2 separate regions of the Mus musculus genome follow, and region 2 is linked to region 1. Evidence: chromatin contacts called from public HiChIP or PLAC-seq data. All regions are on one chromosome and are shown on one strand. The core of a region is the stretch at or near the end of the contact, and the rest is flanking DNA. Distances in the headings are between cores, read along the strand shown.

Region 1 (3,137 bases), core at 11-2,510:
CCACATGCCAGAGTTTGGAAGTGCGGGTACAAGGGTGTCTTGGCTCTCACGCAAGGCGCCTATGGGTGTCCAGGGCCAACTGGAGAGTTTTCGGCTGCACAATAGTCTCCCTCCCTCGTTAGTCTCCGGCTCTCTCAGCATTTTCAGTGAAGCTGGAATGTTTGTTTCAGTTCCAGCACATGGCAACTGGATAATTTTGCTAATTGGACATTTGTTAGAGTAAGCGATCTTGTTTTGTTTTTTTGGGTTTTTTTTCCCCTAAAGGAAGATGATTTCCAAACCGCACTTGCAAGTTTAATAACAAACCTAGTTCCCCGAGGAGGAGGGAAGCAGAGCTCGCTTCCTTTTTGCCAGAGCCTCTCAAAACGCTCCATTAAAGCGGGTAGGAAACCCACTATCGTGCCAGGGCGCTAATTGTGTCCGGGCGACCCATTTCCTGTCCTCAGCAGATATCTACTGGCATCTATGAATTCGCCCTTGTTTCACGCGAAGCGAAAGCTCCAACCCTATTTTTTTGGAAGACCCTTCTCTGAGAAAAGCCTTCGTGCGTGGGACAGAAAGCTGATGAGCTTGACAAGGCGTGGTCCCCTCCCAAGAGACCGGTTTTCTTCCAAACAGGCGCAGCTGAAAGTTCCAAGGAGGGCCTCCGGCGGAGCACAGGCCCGCACAGGCCGCCGGCCGGGTCGGGCATGGAGTGGGGTGCCTGGGCGGGCCCGCACCCGAGTCACCGCACGGGGGAACTCGCCACGCAGAGCGCGAGCCGGGTGCACCCAGGCGGGATGGCGCAGCCTCCGGATCCCAGAGGCTCACTGCCCAGCACCCTCGGAAAACCCCGGGACACCTCCTCCTGGAGCCCCACACCTACTTCTAAAGGCGATGCCCGCGTTGTTGACCAGCACGTTAAGTCCCCCGTACTCCTTGCGCAGAAAGTCGCGCAGCGCACGGATGCTCTGCGGGTCGTCGATGTCCAGCTGGTGGAAGCGTGGGCTCAGGCCCTCCGCCTGCAGCTGCTGCACCGCCGCGCGGCCCCGCGCCTCGTCCCGCGCCGTGAGCACCACGTCCCCGGAGAATTTCCGACACAGGTCACGCGTGATCGCAAAGCCGATGCCTTTGTTAGCCCCAGTTACCAGGGCCACGCGGCTGCAGGACGACATGTCAGAGGGACACACGGACCACCTGATGGCCGGGCCGGCTGGGCAGCGGGTCACGCGTGGTCAAAACCGTGGCGTAGGACTAGATTCTGGGACCCGGCGCTGCGACTGCTAGAGAGCAAGGCCTTGAGAAGCCTGTCCCTCCCCTCTGAGGAGGAGCCGTCTGTTCCCGAAGGGTCCGCCTCCTCCCGCTCGCCTGCCCGCCCGCCCGCCGGCCAGTGTAGAGATCCTGGTTCCGAGCTAAGCAGTGGTCAGGGACAAGCGCTGCTCCCAAAGGAAGGGGTCAGCAGGACTCGTGGCAGTCGGATTGAAACAACTATTTTGGGGAAACTTCAAAAGGAGGAAAACAAATGCTCCGTAATTTTCTTGGGCGAGAACCCGTCGTTCTCTGCAGAATGCAAATGTTTGCTTCTGCGGAACTCGCTCTGAGATTACTTAACACACCCCGCGGTTTGCTCAGGGACTTCAGGGAACAGTGCCTGGGAGTAGACTGAACAGGTGTGGGCGAGCCCTCGCGGCTGGAGGTCTCGGTGCGCCCCCACGTGGGAGAGAAGGCTCATGTTTATCGAACTGTTTTGAGTAGTACGGGAGTCCTCAGTGCCGGTCTTTGGTTTATTCCAAGTGTACTGGGTATGCAGATAGATCTGCATTGGTCTCAGTCTATGCGAGTCATCTCCCAAGGAGATGCTGAACCTACGAACAAAATTCCAGGCGTGTCTAAGTGTGGGCACGCAATCAGACCTCCTCCCTTCTTGGGTGGAATCGAGTCTGTGCTGATCCTACTTGGCTAGGGATTGTGAGGTTGAAGGACAATTAAGTCCTCACTCACAGTGATTCAGCGTTTCCCGAGCTGATCCGGCCAAACTGCCTTAGCCTCTTATTACGGACTCCACCTTCTGTTTCAAATGAGGTGAGGAAGGTGAGCTCTGTGGGGGCCTAGCCTGCCTGTGATGTTAACTTGAGAGGATCTAGGAGACAGACCTCTCTCTCAGCCTGTCTCTGAGGGAGTTTCTCAGTTAGGCTGACTGGGGTAGGAGGCCCACCCTAAGCTCAGTACCGTTCCAGGGACTGGGATGCTGGACTGAATGAAACGGAGAAAGTGAGCTGGGCCAAGGCTGTGGAGCTGGCTCCGTGGGTGAAGGTTATGAGGACTAGAGTTCAAATCCCCGCTCCACACAACGTGGGGCAGTGTGGCTGCTGTGTGACCCCAGAAGCAGGATTTCCGGAGGCGAGCTGATTAGCCAAGTCTGCAAGGTCTGGTTCAAGTGAGAGACCCTGCCTCAAAGAATCAGGAAGAGATGAATAGCAGAAGACATTTGTCAACCTCTGACCTCTGCATACACGGGAACCCCGCCCCCTTCCTCCCAACCCCCACACACAGTTTGACCATCTGTCTTATGCTCATGTGGTTAGGACCCCACAGTGTTGGACTCTCGAACTGTGAGCCAGGATAAACCCGCTCTTAAATCGCTTTTTCTTTGGTTATGTGATCAAGGCAGCAATGGGAGTAACATTTACAGAGTCCGGGACAACTTTTTCTGCTTTCTCTCCTAAAGACCAGTGGGGAGTTCAGAGTGTAGTTCGGTGATGGAGCACTTGCCTAGCATATCCTTGTGAATGAGAATTCCTGAGAAGAAGTTGTGCCTGGCTGTCTACAAGACTCCTGGAAGGAGTTCTGTGCCTGAAGAGACTGAAGGACAGGCTGCTGTGGGGAGACTGGGATTCTGCAGGTTCAGAGGTTAAGTATCTTGGACTAGGTTTAGCTTCTGGAACAACTTCTCCTTGTCAAATCTGAGCCAACATCTCGTGATAATAAATAAAAGCCTCTTAGATGCTACTGACGCGGTGGGACACTGGCTTCCAGCAATCCGAGAGCTAAGAATGTCCTGAGGTAGCATCTTGGGCCCACAGAACAGCTCCGTCTCACTGTACCTGCCTCTCTGCTGTGCCCATCCATGGATTTCAAAGATTCATGACATCCTCTGG
Region 2 (3,315 bases), core at 573-3,072, 130 kb before region 1:
TATAGGAGCAGAGAAGTTCCTGGGACTCAAGAATGTCTCATGGTATATACCCCATAGGAACAATATTTCTCAGGACATCTAAGGCCCCCTGGTGTCCTGGTGTGTCAATGTCTGGAATCTTGCTGCTACCTCCAGAATGTTGGAGGTAAGTCCACCAGAGAACATACACACTCCTTTTTATTTTTTTAAGATGTATTTATTTTATTTGTATGAGTACACTGTAGCTGTCTTCAGAAACACTAGAAGAGGGCATTGGGTCCTATTACAGATTTTTTTTGTTTTTTTGTTTTTTTGTTTTTTTTTTTTTCCCTCACTGTAGAGAAGAACGTTAGGACAAGCAATATGAAGCAGAGTTGCAGTTTATGACACAGATTAAGCACGGGGGTTAATACAAAGAGAGGCACTCTGGGAAAGTCTAATACAACTGTGGTGGATGGGCTTCTCAAGGGAGAGTCGCATCTGTGGACCCTGTGGCTCTCTCAGTTACATTGTCCCCCCCACCCTTGTCGTCCCCCGTCATCGTGCCCCCCCCGCCCCCCCCCCCCTGCCAAGACAGGGTTTCTCTGTATAGCCCTGGCTGTCCTGGAACTCACTTTGTAGACCAGGCTGGCCTCGAACTCAGAAATCCACCTGCCTCTGCCTCTGCCTCCCAAGTGCTGGAATTAAAAGCATGTGCCACCACGCCCCGGCCAGTTACATTGTTTAAAGAGCATAATTTACTACCCATCTGAAAAAGGTTAAACAAAGCTTAAACCTTAAGAAAAAGCTTTGTGCTTGTTGACTTGATTTCCTTCTGACTTTCCTTTTGTGAACGGAACTGTTCCCATGGCTCCTGGAAGTGTGTAGCTAGGTTTTAGACACAGTATCAACAGGTTGAAACTCAGGGTTACAAATCTTCTGACCCCAAGTGAGCACAGTATGGATGTAAGAAGAAACGAGAATGGAAAGAATGTGATTGCTCCTATGTATGGTAGAGGAGGAGGTTTATCATCATCATCATCATCCATTATTATTATCACTGAGGTAGGGTTTCTCTGTGTAGCCCTGGCTGTCTTAGAACTCACTCTGTAGACCAGGCTGTTCTCAAACTTTCAGAGATCTGCTTGTCTCTGCCTTCCGAGGGCTGGGATTAAAAGTCTGCTCCACAACGCCCGGCAGGAGAAGGTTTATTACAGATAAAAGGGACGGCATAATCAGAGGCAGGGACTTCCGGAAGAGCCTAGAGTGGACACCTGATTCTGAGCCATGTGAGAGGAGGGAGGACTCAGGAAGGGAGAGGAGAGAGAAGGGAGCCGGCTGTAATATCCAGGATGTCCAAAAGAGGAGCAGTAACCAAGATGGTTGGATTCTCTAGGGATGAGCAGCAGCCCAGTCAGCTGGACTAGAGAAGTTTAGGGGAGGGGGGAGGGCATGCAGACCAAAGGATTCTGGGAGAACCTGGGAGCCAAGTTCACTTTGATATGTTAAGAAGGCATCTCAAGCGTTTGTTTTTGCTATGTGTGAGCTGTCTTTAGGAACATATATTATCTCTGCAGATATGTGGCTTTTTACCAGTGGCATTGAGTGGTATTCCTTGACACTCATCAAGGAAGGCAACTGGCTCCCAGGTTCAGTGGATTGGCCCCATTCTACTTCATTTCCTTCTGTGCCTTCCTCCTCCTCTATGCTGTGGCCCCAGCTTTGGCGGGTTTCCAGGAAGTCAGAGATGGGTGGTGTGGCCCAAGAAACCAGAACAAACCAGCTTTCGCTGTAGCTGTAGCGGATGCCTCTTTCCTGTTCCGCTTTCTCGGAGCTGAGGTTGAGAGTGCAGAGTTCTAAAGTCTGAGAGAGTTTGGTTTCAGTTCCTGGCTCTGCTCTGAGCCTTGGCTCTGCTGCCTTAGAAATGCTAACAGGACAGTAAGAATCGAAACCTTGCAAGTGAGGCGGGCCCGGTAGGAGGGATCTCTTCATGCCTGCACACACAGCCTTCACTCACACCAACACCCTTGAAGGTCTTTGTCTCCTAAACGCTGGCCTGTTAGAAGAATACCAAGAGTGTTGCTATTTGTGCCTGTTACCCTCGGCCAGCACCGCCCCTGCCAAAACACTGCTTGTCTCAGTGTAGTGGTTCTTTGGGTCAATTTCACCACTTCTGGGAGGAATTGAACTGGCTTCAATGTGGGTATTGAAACTCGTTCATTAGGAAGAAAGAAAATATCAACCCGAGGCACCGAGAGCCTGGAGATGTGGCTGGGTTGGCAGAGGGCTGGCTTAGCCCTGGGTTTGAGCTCCTTCCTATACAGAGTGGTCATGAGAATCATCGCACACAGCTGTGATCATCACATGTAAAAGGTGGAGGCAGGAAGATAGATGACTCCGTACCAAAAACAAAACAAAACAGACAAAACAAAACCTAGAAGCTGAGGTATGGACGTCTGCCAGGACAGAGCATGCTGTGAAAGCCAATCAAGCTCAGTTAGCCCGAGCCCTCACGCCACCCTTCAGGCCTTTGCCGCAGGGAACATCTGCATGCACATCTTCTTTGTGATGCCTTTTAAAAAAATTTCCCCTTGGATAAGTTTATGTAGGAGGAACCGGTAATAAATATAGATTAAGTAGTATGTGTTTGCAGAAATCGGTAAAGCTCTTTTAGATACCTGTTAGGTCACAGGTCCTCCATTTGTTTAGAAATCAGCTCAAACTAGACTATAGGGTTTGTGGTGGTTAGAAAAAAGCCAGCCAGCATTTCTCTGGAACTTGTGAAATGGGCTTTCCATCCCCCCCCCCCCCCGCCCCCAAGAGGCCCTCCCCAAGCTGTGCACTCCCTTGTCTTTACAGCCCTATGCTTGGTCCTCCCTGAGGTCTTACAGCCCCCTCCCCACTCCCCGCCCCTCACACCTTTCTCTCCTCTAGACACTTCCAAATGCCTCTGGATTGTCCCCCCCCCCCCCAAAAAAAAACCCACAAAACAAAACACACCTTTCCCCTAATGGAGCAGTCATGTTGGCAGTTTCTTTACTGCACCCCATTGCATAGCATATGATATCAAGAAGAGAAAAGGTGCTTGTCTTACTTAGGATTTCTATTGTTAGGATGAAATGTCATGACCAAAAAGCAAGTTGAGAAAGAAAGTGTTTATCTGGCTCACGATTCCATATCACTGCTCATCATCAAAGCAAGTCAAGGACCAGAATTCAAACTGGGCAGGAGCTGACTGCCTGGGGCGGAGGCTGACGAGGGCTGGGGGCTGACGGGGACCGGGCTGACGGAGTCAGAGGACACGGAGGGTGCTGCTCACTGGCTTGCTCCTCATGGATTGCTCGGCTCTGCTTTTTT

Evidence for each region. HiChIP or PLAC-seq counts read pairs in DNA pulled down with a chosen protein or histone mark.
Region 2: a contact with region 1 is called in an H3K27ac HiChIP or PLAC-seq map of embryonic stem cells, with 10 read pairs. The contact joins the enhancer-like site here to the promoter of Cbr3 in region 1. A contact is called at or near these places in 2 of 39 promoter capture datasets (embryonic stem cells and frontonasal cranial neural crest), 3 of 484 Hi-C or Micro-C datasets (bone marrow-derived macrophages and embryonic stem cells), 15 of 115 datasets of contacts at active chromatin or transcription factors (the HPC-7 cell line, the SCID.adh cell line, effector CD8 T cells and 6 more) and 4 of 9 other capture datasets (adipose tissue, embryonic tail, liver and 1 more).

Annotation. Positions count from the first base shown.
Region 1 is chr16:93,681,342-93,684,478 of GRCm38.p6, reverse strand. Cbr3 (carbonyl reductase 3) reads right to left here and starts at 1,260. Exons shown (of 3, transcript NM_173047.3): 1 at 866-1,260. The coding sequence starts at 1,154.
Region 2 is chr16:93,815,053-93,818,367 of GRCm38.p6, reverse strand. The region is part of intron 1 of Gm30881 (a long non-coding RNA gene); the gene reads left to right. Among named protein-coding and RNA genes, the nearest start is that of Morc3, 15 kb to the left of the region's middle. Within about 2 kb of position 1,822, at least 237 of the 459 cell types and tissues checked have an H3K27ac peak or open chromatin away from gene starts, as enhancers often do. A contact at or near this core is called in the HPC-7 cell line, the SCID.adh cell line, adipose tissue and 6 more, where this site is marked.